2 separate regions of the Mus musculus genome follow, and region 2 is linked to region 1. The links are chromatin contacts, called in public HiChIP or PLAC-seq maps. All regions are on one chromosome and are shown on one strand. The core of a region is the stretch at or near the end of the contact, and the rest is flanking DNA. Distances in the headings are between cores, read along the strand shown. Region 1 overlaps Bhlhe41 (basic helix-loop-helix family, member e41). Region 2 overlaps Itpr2 (inositol 1,4,5-triphosphate receptor 2).

The links. HiChIP or PLAC-seq counts read pairs in DNA pulled down with a chosen protein or histone mark.
Region 2: an H3K4me3 HiChIP or PLAC-seq map of embryonic midbrain shows a contact between it and region 1, with 4 times the contacts expected there. The contact joins two enhancer-like sites. A contact is called at or near these places in 4 of 39 promoter capture datasets (the HPC-7 cell line, hematopoietic stem and progenitor cells and liver), 10 of 115 datasets of contacts at active chromatin or transcription factors (the 230-238 cell line, craniofacial prominence, embryonic basal ganglia and 6 more) and 1 of 9 other capture datasets (embryonic trunk).

What each region holds. Positions count from the first base shown.
Region 1 is chr6:145,852,279-145,859,809 of GRCm38.p6, reverse strand. Bhlhe41 (basic helix-loop-helix family, member e41) reads left to right here. Exons shown (of 5, transcript NM_024469.2): 5 at 1-1,567. Among named protein-coding and RNA genes, the nearest start is that of Bhlhe41, 9.4 kb to the left of the region's middle. RefSeq lists an enhancer at 2,764-4,764. Within about 2 kb of position 3,814, at least 277 of the 459 cell types and tissues checked have an H3K27ac peak or open chromatin away from gene starts, as enhancers often do. A contact at or near this core is called in embryonic basal ganglia, where this site is marked.
Region 2 is chr6:146,384,624-146,392,154 of GRCm38.p6, reverse strand. It overlaps Itpr2 (inositol 1,4,5-triphosphate receptor 2), which reads left to right. Exons shown (of 57, transcript NM_019923.4): 12 at 745-844; 13 at 1,210-1,370; 14 at 6,139-6,280. Among named protein-coding and RNA genes, the nearest start is that of Itpr2, 110 kb to the left of the region's middle. Within about 2 kb of position 4,909, at least 25 of the 459 cell types and tissues checked have an H3K27ac peak or open chromatin away from gene starts, as enhancers often do. A contact at or near this core is called in embryonic basal ganglia, where this site is marked.

The DNA.
Region 1 (7,531 bases), core at 2,565-5,064:
TAATGCAGTTAGTATTCATTAATTTTGCATCGATAGACTTAGGGAACTTTGTGTTGAATTTATAAATGTTCTTACTAACCAGCTAAAATTTACATTTTCAAGGTGTTGGAAACCACAGCTGTGAAACTCTACCTGGCATTCTAGTCCCATGGTTGTGGAAGTCCTTTGACTTCACGCTGTTACTGGCTTAAGAGACCAAGAGATTTGCGATTCCTAGCCTGTGGTGAGTGACCTTAGCCTGGTGACCATAGCCTGGTGACCTTAGCCTGGTCCTTTTCTGTCACTGGTCAGTCAAGTGTTTGTCCTCTCCATAGGAGGTGACTGCTTGAGACCTTGGGAAGACAGGGCTGGACAAGCAGACCTTAAAGGCTTTTTATTTCAGGATGAGCAGAGTGATTTAAGACTCCTTATGTGAAGATATAAGCCTCCTCATGTGAAAGAGGCATTTTTTTTTTGTCTCAGCAAGCACATCTCTTACTAAAAACTCTTTTCTTCATCTGTTGACCCTTTATTCCAATATATTAAGTCCCTCTACCAACTATTCTCTTGTTAATTTAAGCAAGTTCTAAATAGATTTATAATATGCTCACTCCTACCTCAAGTGCCAGCTTTTCATGAGTGAATTTGGTGGAGAATTGAGAGAAAAATCTCATTTTCTAGGGACGGGGGATTGCACTGCAAATGTGCTAGTCTCAGAGTTCCGTGTCTGCCTTAAAATCATATTTCTGGTACGATTGGAACAAACTCTAAACAAATACAAAACTGTACTTTAAAAAGAGTTGGTATTTTAAAACTCTGAGTCTTGAGACACTCCCGTAAACAGCAGACGCTTCTAAGTTAATGTATTATTTTTCTTTTCTTTTCTTTGGAAAAAAATAGTGGAACGCACACTAAAGTTTATTGTATCTATCCTGTGGGATGTTCTAGGAGCTACCCTATGCATATGCAATGTTTCTAACGATCTAGGGATGGGAGCATCAATGTAACACGATGTGTTTTTGTGTGTGCAGTGTTTGCACTTGGGCCGGCCCATCCGGAGCAGTTGTGTCAGATGATTTATACTGAGTCGGTTTCACAATGAAGCGCTGGCTGGCCTGGAACTCCTCTATCGACCACATGCCTCTCTCTCTCCTGAGTGTTGAGATGAGAGGCGCCACCACACCTGGCTACATCTGTTTTTTCAGGGTTTCAGCCTTTCCCTAGCCAGTCTGCTAACTGTCACTTCTCAGTGGTCAGAGAGAGGCCTCCAACACATACCTGGTTTGGTGCCTGTTTACTGTGGGCACGGACAGAACCACACCCATTTTCACACGTGTCTAAAATGGGAGAAAATAGGTTCAGACAGAGGCCCCAAAGGCCCTGCTGTAAGCAAATCATGTATGCTTACATTCTCAGGGATGGTTTCTTCCACAAGCTATCTCTATTTTCTAAAACTTCTAGATTCTCAGCAGAGTTCCCCATCAGATTATTTGATATCTACAAGTGCTTTCCATTATTATGTAAAAATAAAAGCCGGGTGCTAATGGTTTCGGAGGATAGCAGTAAGAATAACATTCTCTTGAACTAAGACATTGGCTGGTTGCTTCTTTCTTTCAGGTCAGTGAGACCAGGGTGTTAGTGTTAAAGACTGGTGGAGCATTTCCATTCATGGGTGATCCTGGACCCTTTTTCTGGGTTGTAACACCTACCTGATGGGTACAGGTCCAGCAAGAACATTCTGGAAGCTGTCTGGGTGGGTTGCACTCGTGTATTCAGACACACCCATGGCAGAGGCTCTATGAAGGAGCTTCAGATCCACTGCACATAATCTTTTTCCTTTTGAGCCTATAGGTTCAAGCCAGTATGTGAAGGTGACCATGCATATATTTTGCTTTTACAGAAGAGGCTGTGGAAAGTGCGGGATTATGAAATATTAAACCTTGGGACCTCAGTGTCATAGGGGTTATAGAATGATACTAAAATGACACAGTGACGTGACATAAGAGGTGACTGCAGTGGCCTGTGAGATGCTCAGACTCTCTGGTCAGCAGCGTTTGCTGACCTCTGTGTGAGTGGGGCAGGCTTCGAGGAGTAGCTGGGGTTTTGCAGAGTGGATAAGAGTTCATGAAAAGACTTCTGGACCAGCCTGTCTCAAGCTACGCTTTCAGTTTCATGAGTAATATTAAACTTGAGGTCAGAGCGAGGATTTCCTAATTTCTCTTGTCTCTTGAGACCTTTGACTGCCCTGCTGGCTCTTAGCCTTGCCATCTCCTGTGGGAATGGACCCTAGACTGGAGCGGTCCTGACCCTTCCCACTGCAATGGGAGATGCAGTTGTATTGTTGTGTAATGATATTGTGGTAGAGAAGGGAGACTGCACCTCACCGTCCGGTCTGCCCTGCCTCCTGTGGGCATGTGTTCCAAGCAGACACAGCACAAACAAGCATACCCCATGGTGACTTCTGTCTCTTCTGTGAAGGTGACCAGTTCTCACTCAGTGACAGAAGAGAAGACAGGCATTCTAAGGACTACTTTTTCAAAAAAAAAAAAAAAAAAAAAAAAAAAACCAACCCATGAGATGGAACTCTTAAGAAATCAGTTCTGAAGTCCTTAACAGTCCTCCATTCTCTTGCCCCCTCACTTTGGAGGCACCCAGAAATGTGCGCCTGAGGGTTTTCGAATTTACACATGATCTGGCTCCTGTTTGTCCCCCTCTGCCCCTGCGGCCCTCACTCTGCTAAAGAGCTTTCTGACTAAAGGGATCCGGAACTAAACAATTTAGAACTGGGGAAAGGATTTGAGCCCGTGGGAAAGATAAGAAAGACTTGACTTTTTGTTTTCTCGCTGTGTGTGTGTGTGTGTGTGTGTGTGTGTGTGTATGCGCGCGTGTACGCAGTGCCCCCAGAGGGCCAGAAAAGGGCACTGGATCCCCTGGAGCTGGAGTTATGGGTGGTTGTGAGCCACCCAGCCTGAGGGTTGGGAACTGAACCCCGAGTTAAGAGCACATATACCATTTGTATACCGTTGTGTGGCTGCTTGTTTTTTTGATGTTTGTTATCTTGTTATTCTAATGTAGGCTGGATTCAAACTCCCATAAGACTAAAACTGCTGAACTACTTGGCTAAAATGTTAAACATGCCTACTCCTGTTACATACATCCCATCAGCATAATATGTCTGTCTGTCTGTCTGTCTTTGAGGTGATGAGGATTGAGCTCTGAGCCTGAGTTACCCTAGGCAAGCACTGGTCACTTACCAGCCCCCTGCAGTTTTTATATAGGGTATTTTGGGTGAACTTTAGCTGGGGTTTGATTTCCAGGCCCTTTCCATTCCAGGCCGATTTCCTTAGGAACAGACGTGGTCCTCATGCAGTCCCGTGGTAAAAATCTACCTCCCCGTGTGGCTACCCAGTGCCTCACAGGGCCCAACAGTAGTAGCTCTGCCTGAACCCCCCTCTCAGAGGCCTGAGTTGCTCTGTGCATCAGAAACCCTCCGAAACCAAGGCGTTACCCAGACTCCAGATACAATAGGATAACTAGGGGGTGGAGGTGGAGGTGGAGGTGGAGGTGAGGGGCAGGGCTCCATTTTCATGCCTGAACCATCTGGAGCAATACTATAAAGCAGCTGTGTAAACTTCACGTGACCTGACAGAGACACCTAATTGTATGAGCTCACACCCGTAGGTTCTCTGCAGACACACTGAGTGTAATACCACACTGCTGAGCGCTGGGTTTGCTCATTCATTGGAAAGCTGGTCAGAAAGAGCACAATGGTCTCAGCCTTTGGAGCAGCAAGGAGCTTGTCTGGGCAGGGAGACGCCTTCTCAGGTTGCCTAGCGACAAGGCTGGAGATGATGTCATCCCCCCCCCCCCAGTCCCCCACCCCGGATTCACAGTACAGCGGGCTCTGTGGGCCTTGAAAGGTCGCGTGCTTTCACACGTGTCACTGCGCACGCTGAGCCGCACGTGAGATGGGGGCGGGGCGGGGCCCAGTGCGCTTGCGCGGGCCTTTGAGACTCAGGCTTCTGCAGCTGATGACGCTGCAGTTTTTCAGCCTTCCTGGCTGGCGGAACCTGGAGTAAATCCTGCAGCCTGGGCATCCCTTGAACCGGGCCTCACGTGCAGATTAGTAAGGCAGATTCCTCCTAATGAGGGAGTTGGGGGGTATAATTAGTGCATTTTGACTGATGGGTAAATAAACTCGGGCTAAAGGAGGGGTTATTTTGTTTTGTTTAAATTATAGAGTTATTTAACAATCCCTCCAAGAAAAATTGTCTGCTCTCAGACTTTGGCCTTTTGAAGTGACCATATTCTTTGGTTGTATAACATTTCCTGCAACACATTTATAAATGCTCCAAAATGAATGAATTGGAGGTGTTGGGGGGAGGGTTAATGCATTTTATATAACCCTCCCCAGGATGCTGCAAAGCTATTTTAACATCATCACCCCCTTGCAAATTAGGATTCAGTCATGTGATGGGAAATGATCTCAGGTAATAGTGCTATCTGGACAAGTCAGGTACTGCTGTAGTCTGAAGGACACAAGATTGCCACCCTAGAGACAGACATTAACAAAGCAGGGGGCTTGGAGTTTGCTTTTAATGATCTATATGCATGATTTTCTGTAGTTGAATTTGAAAACCCCCCACCCCTCTTAAGCTGCTGGCCTAAAATGGTTAACATGAAGTAGTAAAACCACAGAGGCTTTCTAACCTTGAGTCAGCGAACATGTTTAATTCCGGTGTCAGACACAGTCCTGACCCATACAAACCTGATCCCTCCTGGTGTTGACAGCTGAGTCCCTCAGGTTTCCTGGCTTTGCCAATCAATTGCTATTTTTGCCAGTTAGTAGCCATGCCCTCTGTCTGCCTGCGATTTTTTTTTAACCTGACTCTTATGAAGACGACAAGCCGATGGTGCAGTCTGTCTAGCTACTCCATCCATGCTCTGGCCCTGGCTGCCTTGTCTCCCCTCTGTCCTGCCTGTGCCTGAGGACATCTCCTGCCCACAGAGTCTCCACTTGCCAGTTCTTTGGCCTGCCACACACACCTCTGCCCTCTCTCACCAAAGCACATACATTTAACATCTTCCCTGCCTTCTGTTTTTATTCAAATGCCACTCTGCCTGGACCTTTCTTAAGCTGCAGCAGACAAGTAAACCAGCCGAGCCGGGACTTAAGCTTGCTTTTCTTCCTAGCCTGGATCACCTTGAACACGGCCTGTGCTCCCCAGGGTGTAACTGTCTTTTATAAGTATGTATTGATCCCCATTCATAGTGTGTGGTGGATGAATGAATGAACAGGCAACCATTTCAGTCAGATTGCCTCCAGAAACAACAGCACTAAACTCAAAACTCATTCAGTATGAGGGATTAATTTCCCCTGCACTACCCTTTGCTTCCTTTTCTATGTGAAGCCATCAGCCTGCCGTGTTGCTCAATAATAAAGATGCGGGGAGGTCAAGAAGTTAGGGAAGGAGACAGAAGCCGCCAGCATTCATACCTGCAAATGAAAGAGACAGTGTGATAAAGAAGGTGAGAGGTTTCCTATAACTTTGGGTGTGCATTAAAGCATTAAGAAACTTCATATAGGTCCTTTGGATTTAGCTCAGTGGTAAAGCACTGGCCTTGTGTCCTGAAATGCAAGGTATCCTAGGTTTAATCCCCAGCGCCTCAACTAAACATGGACAAGACGTAAAGTCACTTAGGCAAACAGCTCTTGGATACCAGAGGCAAGAGTGTTGTTGCAAGTTTGAGGTCAGCCTAAGCTACACAGAGTTCCCTGCTGGAGAGGGTTACAGAGTTAGGCCCTGTCTCAAAAAGAAGGGCAGGGTAGAGTTGGGGGATAAAGGATCTGGCCGGAAGGAAGAAAGAAGAAAACCTTCACACACAGCAACAGGATGTTTTGTGCTTAGTGCGTGTTCGTGCACCTGGGGAGGTCAGAGGACAGTTACGGGACTCAGTTCCTCTCCCATGTGGGTCCAGGAACAGACTCGGGTGCGCAGACTTGGTGGCAACCTCCCCAAGCCCCAACATGCACAACCAACATCTGTTCACCCTTGTCCAAGCGATGTTTATGTGAAAACTCACCGAAAACTTAACGAAATTCTATAAAGTTGAAACTGAAAGAAGTTTCTCTGCCCTGCTTACCTCTGAGGATACCTGTCATATTTAAGCAGAGGACAGGGTCCCTGAAAAGCTGTACCTCACTGCTCATGTGGACCCTGATCCCTTATGGATTAGAGGGACCTGGATGTGACCTCTGGGGACATGCACAGCTGTAGCCGCTCTGATTGGCTGGCCAGGGGTTGCAACTTTTGCCCTCATTTATTGGTGGATCTCAGAACCTGCCACAAGGCCTGGCACTTGGCAGGTACTTAATGGAGGACTGTTGACAGCCAAACACTCCCTGATCCCACAACCACTGTCCTTCAAACCCTTGTCATCCCTCTCCTAGACTGTCTCAAGACTCTCCTGTGTCTTTTACCCAGTCCTGTCAACCCACTACAACCAGCATCACTAAATTCCAAAGAGAAGGGACTCCCTAGGGTATGAGGTCTTCCAGGTGTGTCTAACCTTTGACCTTGCAACACTGATGTCTACAGAGTTAGTGGTCACAAACTGCACAATCAAGCCGTTTCTGAAAAATTGCCCAAAGCCCCTATAGTTCTGTGTGAAACTTTACTCTCAGATTGCCTAGGATTTGTGGGCCACTGGCCCTTAGTTCGACAAGCAGACTGGGTCCTAATCCATTTCGTTCTCTCTCCTCTTTCTCCAGCTGAAAGATGGGTGTACTTGATGCCCAAGTCACATGTCGATAGCACTTGTCCCTCAAGCTTTGAATTTTGTCATTGATAGAATAATTTCCACTCAGAGGCCTCCCACTCATGCTACAAGACTCGGCAGAAACCGCACCTCATCTGTGCACGCTTGCATAACTGTCTCAGTCAAAACCCCAACACACTGTCTGCTTTGTGCTTAGCCCTTACTTTTAAATCCCCATCTTAGTGATTAACATCTTGTTGCAGGTCCCGGTGTGTAGAAGGAGTGAACCATATTATCGTCTGCCATTCTGCCTTAACTTATAACTTAAAGCCATATCCCAAGGACTGGTAGGAAGTTTCTCTGTGGCTTCTCTTCCCCATTCTGCTCCTATGGGATTCTCACACAGACCTGGGGTCTGAGAATGAAAGAACCCAGACCGCTTCAGGGGCTGGTGAAATAGTGCTACTCTTATCAGTAGACCCCAGTTCTGTTCCCAGCACCTATGTGGGACAGCACACAGGAGCCTATAACTTCAGCTCCACATGCCCTCTTTTGGCCCCCATGAGTAAGCATGGACACATCACACACCTCTCCCTACATGCAAGCATACACATTATTTTTTGGATAATTTTTAAAAGTCTTCCTTCTCAGATGACCCAGGCAATGTCTTGTAGGTGGCCACTTCAGCTGCTGCACATGCCAGCAGCTCTGGCTCCTCACTGCCAACGCTGGCTACCTGCTTTTCAGCTGGGGCTTTGCAACTATAGACGTCTGCTCACCTGTGACTCAAAGC
Region 2 (7,531 bases), core at 3,660-6,159, 530 kb before region 1:
AGAGGGATGCAGTTTATGGCATGAGGTCTGGGCTAGAGGGCCATGCAGCTCACTGCTCACCTTCGTCTTGGGTATGTGCCTGTCGAGCCACTCAGAATGGTTTATTTATTTGGCTGCCTTGCATTATGCCTTCAATGGCCACAGCAGCTCCGTGATTTGGGGCTATAAACGTGTTTTGGTTAGTAGCTGTCTGGGGACAGAATAAACTAGTCTTTGCTGACCACTCTCCACAGTGTCTGAATGTAGACCAGTGAGGTCTTAGGATTTGCATTTTTGAAAAAAGTTTCTGGCTATGCCAATGGCTTAGGAAGTGAAGCTGTGTGCTCCAAAGCAGCCTGAATCGAGGGATTATTTCTTATTCCAGATGGATCCCTAGACAGTTGCTAGTCTAAGACACTTAGTGTCCATATCACAGATGGATCTGTTGAATATGTCAATATGCAAATGGTTTTAATTGACAGTGTGTGTGTGTGTGTGTGTGTGTGTTTGTGTGTGTGTGTGTTTGTGTGTGTGTGTGTGTGTGTTTGTGTGTGTGTGTGTGTGTGTGTTTGTGTGTGTTTGTGTGTGTGTGTGTGTGTGTGTGTGTGTGCAGGTCAGAGCACAGCTTTGTGGAGTTGGTCTTTGCCTTCCATCTTCATGTGCATCCTGGAGATTGGACTCAGGTCCCCATCACTGGGTGGCAAGCACCTCTGCCCTCTGACCCATCTCGCCAGAGCTACATGTTTTTATATCACTTGCTTTCAGGAACTCCTACGTGCGGTTAAGGCACTTGTGCACCAACACCTGGGTAACAAGCACCACCATCCCCATAGACACAGAGGAAGAGAGGCCTGTCATGTTGAAAGTAAGTGTGGCTGGGGGTTCAGAGAACTCAGGGAGGCTGAAAGTTCATCCGGTCTCTGACTCGAGGGGCTGCAGCAGGGCTGTGGTTCAGGAGGGAGAGGTACAGATATCAGGAAAGGTACAAGAGGATTCCAGGCACGTCTTCTCTACTTGGAAGTATTTGAGGCAGAGGGAGGGCATGTGAAAGAGACACTCTTCCGGTGCAGGAAATGGGCGTGGTGAGCCATCTCGTCCCTGATGCCTTTCCTTGAGGATGCTGTGTTCAGGAGTTAGCATTTCTCTGCTTATCCATCCCCACCCAATGCGTCTTGGTACTGAGGAGCTCGGTCTCCAGACCTTGCAGTTTAATGGAAACACACGTTGCAGATTGGGACCTGCCAGACCAAGGAAGACAAAGAAGCCTTTGCCATTGTGTGCGTCCCGCTGTCTGAGGTCCGTGACTTGGACTTTGCCAACGATGCCAACAAAGTGCTGGCCACCACGGTGAAGAAGCTGGAGAATGGCAGCATCACACAGAACGAGAGGAGGTGAGAGGCTTTCAAATGTGACTCCGAGTCATTAGGTGTCAACTGTTGACCTGAGTTTGGGAATAAAAGCCTGTGGTCTCAGCAGGGAGGTAGAAGCTGGAGGGCCAGGAGTTCGAGGTTATCTTTGGCTACATAGCAAGTTCAAGGCCAGCCTGGGCTACACGAGACCTTGTCCTTCAAAACTAATGAAAAAAAATCACCTAAAGCCCCATATAAACAAACAAACACCACCACCACCACCGCTGCCACCCCCCTCCCCCAACATGGGCAATTAGTTCTTACAGTAAACCAGATGACTCTAACAGAACATTTAGAATATTCTCCATAGTAGCAGCCTTACATTTGATGATGCTCAGTAGTGAAGAATTCTTGCCAGCAGAGACACCTGATGGCTCACAACAACCTGTAATTCTAGGTCTGTGGGACCTGGCGCCCTCCTCTGGCCGTCACATGCACATACATACACATATACAGAAACACACACATAAATAAAAATTAAAAACAAAACAAAACAAAAACTGGAACCTAAAACTGTCTGATGGTATACTTACTTTTTCCATTTTATCTTGGCTTGAAAATAAACGGTTTAAATTTCTCTCTGTTCTTATTTTGAAAGCTTTTAGGGATCACATGACATACTTGAATATGTTTGGATTTTGAGTTTTGTGTTGTCATTTTTACATATTACATATTTTCATATGCTCTCTGCCTGAGCCACTCACCCAGAGAAACTGGGTTCTTGATTCCTAACTTACTTATTTTTAAAGGTGTGAGAAAAAGAATAATGGCTGCTAGAAATCTGAAAACCAAACCCAAGCCTTCATGTAGTGAAGCTTCAATAGCGATTCCCATTTTGGCCAAATGAAATGGAGATTAAACTCTATCTGGGTAAAATCACATAAATAGTGAGTGGGGGGTCCAGTCACATGATTGACAGTTGGAGTTTCCCATGGCCTCACGGTATAGACTCCTCCCTCTTCTTCTCTTTGTGATATGCTGCAGACTTTGAATCTGAACAGTTAAGGAGGTATTTGCTGAGTCTCTGGCATGCACACCAGAGCTCCCACCTACAGCCACTGAGATGATTGGCTCCTTGCTAAACAGCCCAGCCAGGGATGGTAAAGTCAGAGAAACAGATGCTTGGCTCACTGGTTCACCCCTCAGTTGGACATTCTTGAACATTTGTCCAAAATAAGCCCAGAACACAAGGGCAAAAATGTCCAGCCTTGTTCTAAACAAACCCAAACTGAAGGCTATCCATGTTTATCATAGTTGAAGAATAAAACAGTACTATGCTCATAGAGTGGAGTACCACACAGCCAGAAACACGAATGAACTATATGTATGTGTGATGGCATGGGTGAACCTAACAAGCACTGGGTTGGGTGGGGAGGAAACAGGATGGATGAGTGCCATAACACTGAGTGTTCTGTTACTAAATGCATACATTCTAGATACATTGTATCATATACCCTAGACACATACCATACAATTCACCTCTTACTTAAACATTGTTGCTATGCTGGCAAGCAGTCAAATGGGACTCAGCTTCCTGTCTGTTCTTACCATCCTTGTGGAACCTTCATTTGACACCTGTCTTTATGCCCACCCTGTGGTGGCCAGTAAAGCAAGGCCTGAAGCAGAAACTGGCCACTCTTATAGCTACAGAAGACTGAAGGGCAGAGCCAGCTTAGAGCAGACATGGATCTCACTGTGCAGATGGGAATGTCTCGATGAATTGTTTCTGCCTGTCTCCCACGTTCACAGGAAGTTTCCATGCTTCTCTGAGACTTTTGGTAAAGTGAGGTATCTACCGAGTGAAGAGTCCCATTCATGGTTTTCAGCCCTTCCGGGTACCTCCTCCAACAGGCCATTTTTCTCCAGTTCCTGTCAGGGGGAACCCAGCTCCTCCAGATCGGCCTCAGGACTGAGGACCAGAGTGTCCCCGGATCACACCTTTTTACTCCCCCCAACCCCTGCCTGTCCTTCTGCTGCTTCAGTGAGAAACGACAGCTAAGCCTTTGCACCTGAGAAAGGGGAGGTTGCATTTTCTGATGATGTCACTCCTCATCCAGATGCAGTCCATGCTTGCCAGTCAGAGCAGTGAACCGGCTCTTAGTCCCTCAACTTTAGAATTCAATAGAAAATTCATTCTGCGAATAACTGACAACTCTGACTTTTCCCCCTACGGAGACTGCAGTTATTATTAGCTATTCTTTTTATTTGAAAAACACTGCAGGCCTGCCTCCAGGAGTCCGTGTGGTTGGATCTCTCTCTTCCCTTTAGTCACCCCAGGAAGTGACTCCATGGGTGCAGCTCCTGTGTCAGGCTTCATCTTCCTCAGCCTTATATATTTTCATTTGAATTTCCTAGTTGTATCATGCGTGACTGTGCCAAGAAAACAGAGTTTTAGGAGGGCATCACGGGGAGGGAGGGAACATGGGGTGTCAACTGCTGTGTGAGCCTGAGAAGGCACACACGTCTTGCAGTCTCTGAGGGACCTGCTTTGTCCATGGAGGGTCCTCTGTTACAGCTCCTCAGAGATGCAGCTAATTCAGTGAGACCTAGTGCTTACTCAATATGTGCCAGGCACTGGCCATGCAGTGTGTGCTCTGGGGCGCTGCATAGGTAAAAGCTGTTGTGCCTACCTCTTCATGCAGCTAGGCCTACTTCCTTATGCAGCTAGGGACCTGGAACATGGCTAAGTCACAGAGTGTTTATCCAGTCAGCCAGAGACCATGCTAGACTTGCTTCCAAATCCAGTACCTTAAGAAGAGCACCATGTCTTTATGCAATGAACAGAGCTGAGTGGTGGTTCTTATAAACACACCATGTAAACTATGATGTGTCCCTCCCTCCTCCCCTCCCTCCCTCTGTTCCTCTTCCCTCCTTGGGCGCCCATCCTTCCCTCCCTCCTTTCTCCCTCTCCCTCCCTCTTTCCCTCTTCCCTTTTGGTCCCCCCTCTCCTCCTCTCTTTTTTCTTCCTCCTCTTCCCTCCCATAGTGCCAGGGAGTCCTTGAATTCTGTGTACTCAATAGTGACCTTGGCCTCTTTAATTTCCTCTTCTCTTTATAATCTGCTTTTTAAAATCTAGGTACGCTGTTATCTGTGTCCCTTTGGTATTGCCTTATAATTGCATGTGGGTAATTTTCTGTATACTTTTATTGCTCAGATTTCTGCTGGTTCTTGGCCTCACCCATCCACCCTTCATTCACATCTGCCATTTTAAATTATGTTCTCTTGCGGTAATTGCTTTATCTGCTGAGGACTGACAACACACTCATTTAAATGTCACTTAGAATGGCTTTGTTACTTGGGTTTTACTAGCAATGAATCAACCTTCTGAGTTTTAGCTTGATGGCTGTCTTTTCTAATGTCAGTTTTCTCTGTGTTTTGTGATTTAATTATGCATGCTTCCTTTAGGTGGAACAATATTGCCTTTTCTTTCAGAGCTCATTCATTTTTCTATCTGCTGTGGCACAGCCAACGCCTGCCCCCTCTCTCTACCAGGCCACACCGAGGTGTGATGTTGCCTCTCCTCTGGTAAGGGGAGGCATGTGAGTCATGTGATCACAGGCAGGGAGGCTCCCTCTGTGTGCTTCCTGTCCCTTCAGTGCCTGCCTAGCTGCAGCTCACGCAGGGCTCTGAATTTCTGAGGTCCTGCAAGGGGGCCTCTGTTTGTGTCCTCACAGTTTTCGAGAGACAGGCTTTCTCTGTGTAGCCTGGGTGTCCAGGAACTCTCTCTTGCTCTGTAGACCAGGCTGGCCTAGAACTCAGAGCTCCCCCTGCCTCTGCCCCTGCCTCTGCCTCCTGAGTGCTGGATTAAAGGCGTTCGCCATTTGCTGCTCCGGGCTTTTACTTTGTTCTTGACCCATGTGGTCTTTTTTATTTTCAGGCGTGCGTCTTTTAAAATACATAATATATATTTTATCTAACTTTGCTAAATCTGACAGGAAGTCTGTTGAATGGCTTTTCTCAGGAGTATGTGAACAGACAGCTACTCATCTCTGATAGGGAACCGATATCAGACCTAAATAACGATTCCAGCCAGGTCTCACTTATCATAAATATACACATATAAGTATATTTTTATATATTATGTATATATAAAACACATACATATATTCTATATACAATATATACACATATATGTATAAAATATATAATATAGAAAACATTAATAATGTAATATTTATAAATAAGATTTTATAGAATAATATATAAAATAATGCTCTTCCAATTGTCCCATTAACTATTACCTATTTTAGAAATAATCAAGAGTCATGACAAAGTTGAGCCTTTCATGTCTAAACACCAGTTCCAGTTCTGTCCAGCAAGAGCCAAGATTTATGTTCAAGCTGAATGTACACTGAGCAGAGAGACACTTGGCTCCAGGCTCTCTCCAACCTGCTATGTCGTGTGTGTCAGAGGGTGACATCGCCTGGTGTCTGTCAGAGGGTTGTTTTAAGAACAGTGTTTGGAAGACATTAACTCACAATTATATTCTCTCCCCAGCCCACTGGTCCTTAAGACTCACAGGATTTTATTTAATAACTGTTTAAAAATAATTGATAGAGTTTGAATTGGAGTAGAGGGTGGTGGGAAATACTGTGAAAGTTCAGGCAAGTAGCAATTGCATTCGACATTATATTTTATTGATTAAATATGTTTTAAAAGGGTTTAGTTTTCTTAGTCTTTTTGTTCTTAGACTTAATCTTTAATGGTCTAAAATTATCACAATCTTTTTGTGTGTGTGTGTGTGTGATAGGTTTGTGACTAAGTTGTTGGAAGACCTCATTTTCTTTGTGGCTGATGTGACCAACAATGGGCAGGACGTTCTGGATGTGGTCATCACCAAGCCAAACCGGGAACGGCAGAAACTAATGAGGGAACAGAATATACTGGCACAGGTGAGTTGCTTAAGGAGCCAAACTTGCATATGTTATGTTTTGAGTTGCAGCATCGGTGAACTCTTTGTATCAGTCATGCCTTGCTGCATAACAAACGACACATATACACTTATTTCAGCTCCTGTGAGTTTTAAGTGTGAGAGTTGCTTCTGTGGGGTGGTGCTTGCTCCGAGGCATTCTCAGAGGGACTGTCAAGGTGCTAAGTGGGTGACTGTCATCTCAAGGGTGGACTGGGAGGAGATCTACTTCCCAGATTGCTCATAGAGTTTAGTACAACTTTGTCTCCAGACAAGGCACTGCCTGCCTCCCTGTGAACGTTAGTGTTAGCTGTGGCTTGACAGATGCTGGGGAGATGGATTGCTGAACCTGCCTATAGGTTAATTGATGTTGGAAGACTCATTTTTAACTCTAGGCTGTTGCCTTCCCTCAGCTCCCACCCCTGGGTGGAGATCTGGGACTGTAAAGTGGAGAAAGAGCTAAGCACAGCATTGCTGTTCTGATCTTGGCTGTGCACACAGTGAAAGCTGCCTCAAGCTCCTGCTGTGCCTTCCTCACTGTGATGAGCTTTGGTCTCCAAAGGAAGGTGATTCCCCTTAAGGGCGAGGGATCCAGAGAGTGGGGAGAGACCCAGGCTCAGCTAGGGAGTCTTTAAGACATTATAGCAGACACCATCACATCCATCAGTTCTGTGCGATTGGCTGAAAGCAATTTTATAATCACTGTCAGAGAGAATTCTGGGAGTTAGGGACCATTAAGGGGCCAGCCTTGAGGCATCCACCACATATCCCCAAATGCTAGTGTGGTCAGAGTATCTGTAGAATCTGCCTTGGAAAAACTTTTGACTGGAATTTCAGGTGACTTTGGAACCATTCCACCTGCTTTTGTCTGCAGTAGGTAGGCATGTGAGTCTGGTCCAGAACTCTCAAGTGCACAATGTACCAGTAAATTAATTAGCTTCCTACTAACCTGTACATGGGCATTCTTGCAGTTACATGTCTTATTGTTTTGTTAATATATCAAATTATATTTTTATATAAATATAATAAATAACGATTAAAATAATTAGCTTTTGTATCAACTACATATGGCCTCAAGGAAAAGCCTTAAAGACATACCTATCATAGCACTAATTAATTAACAGTAATTGGCATTCCATGCTGAGTTGGGAAAGGAAACCTGAAGACATAGTGTGGCTGAGATCCACAGAATGTCTGAAAACAGTGTTTTCATGAAATAAGGTAAAGGTCTCAG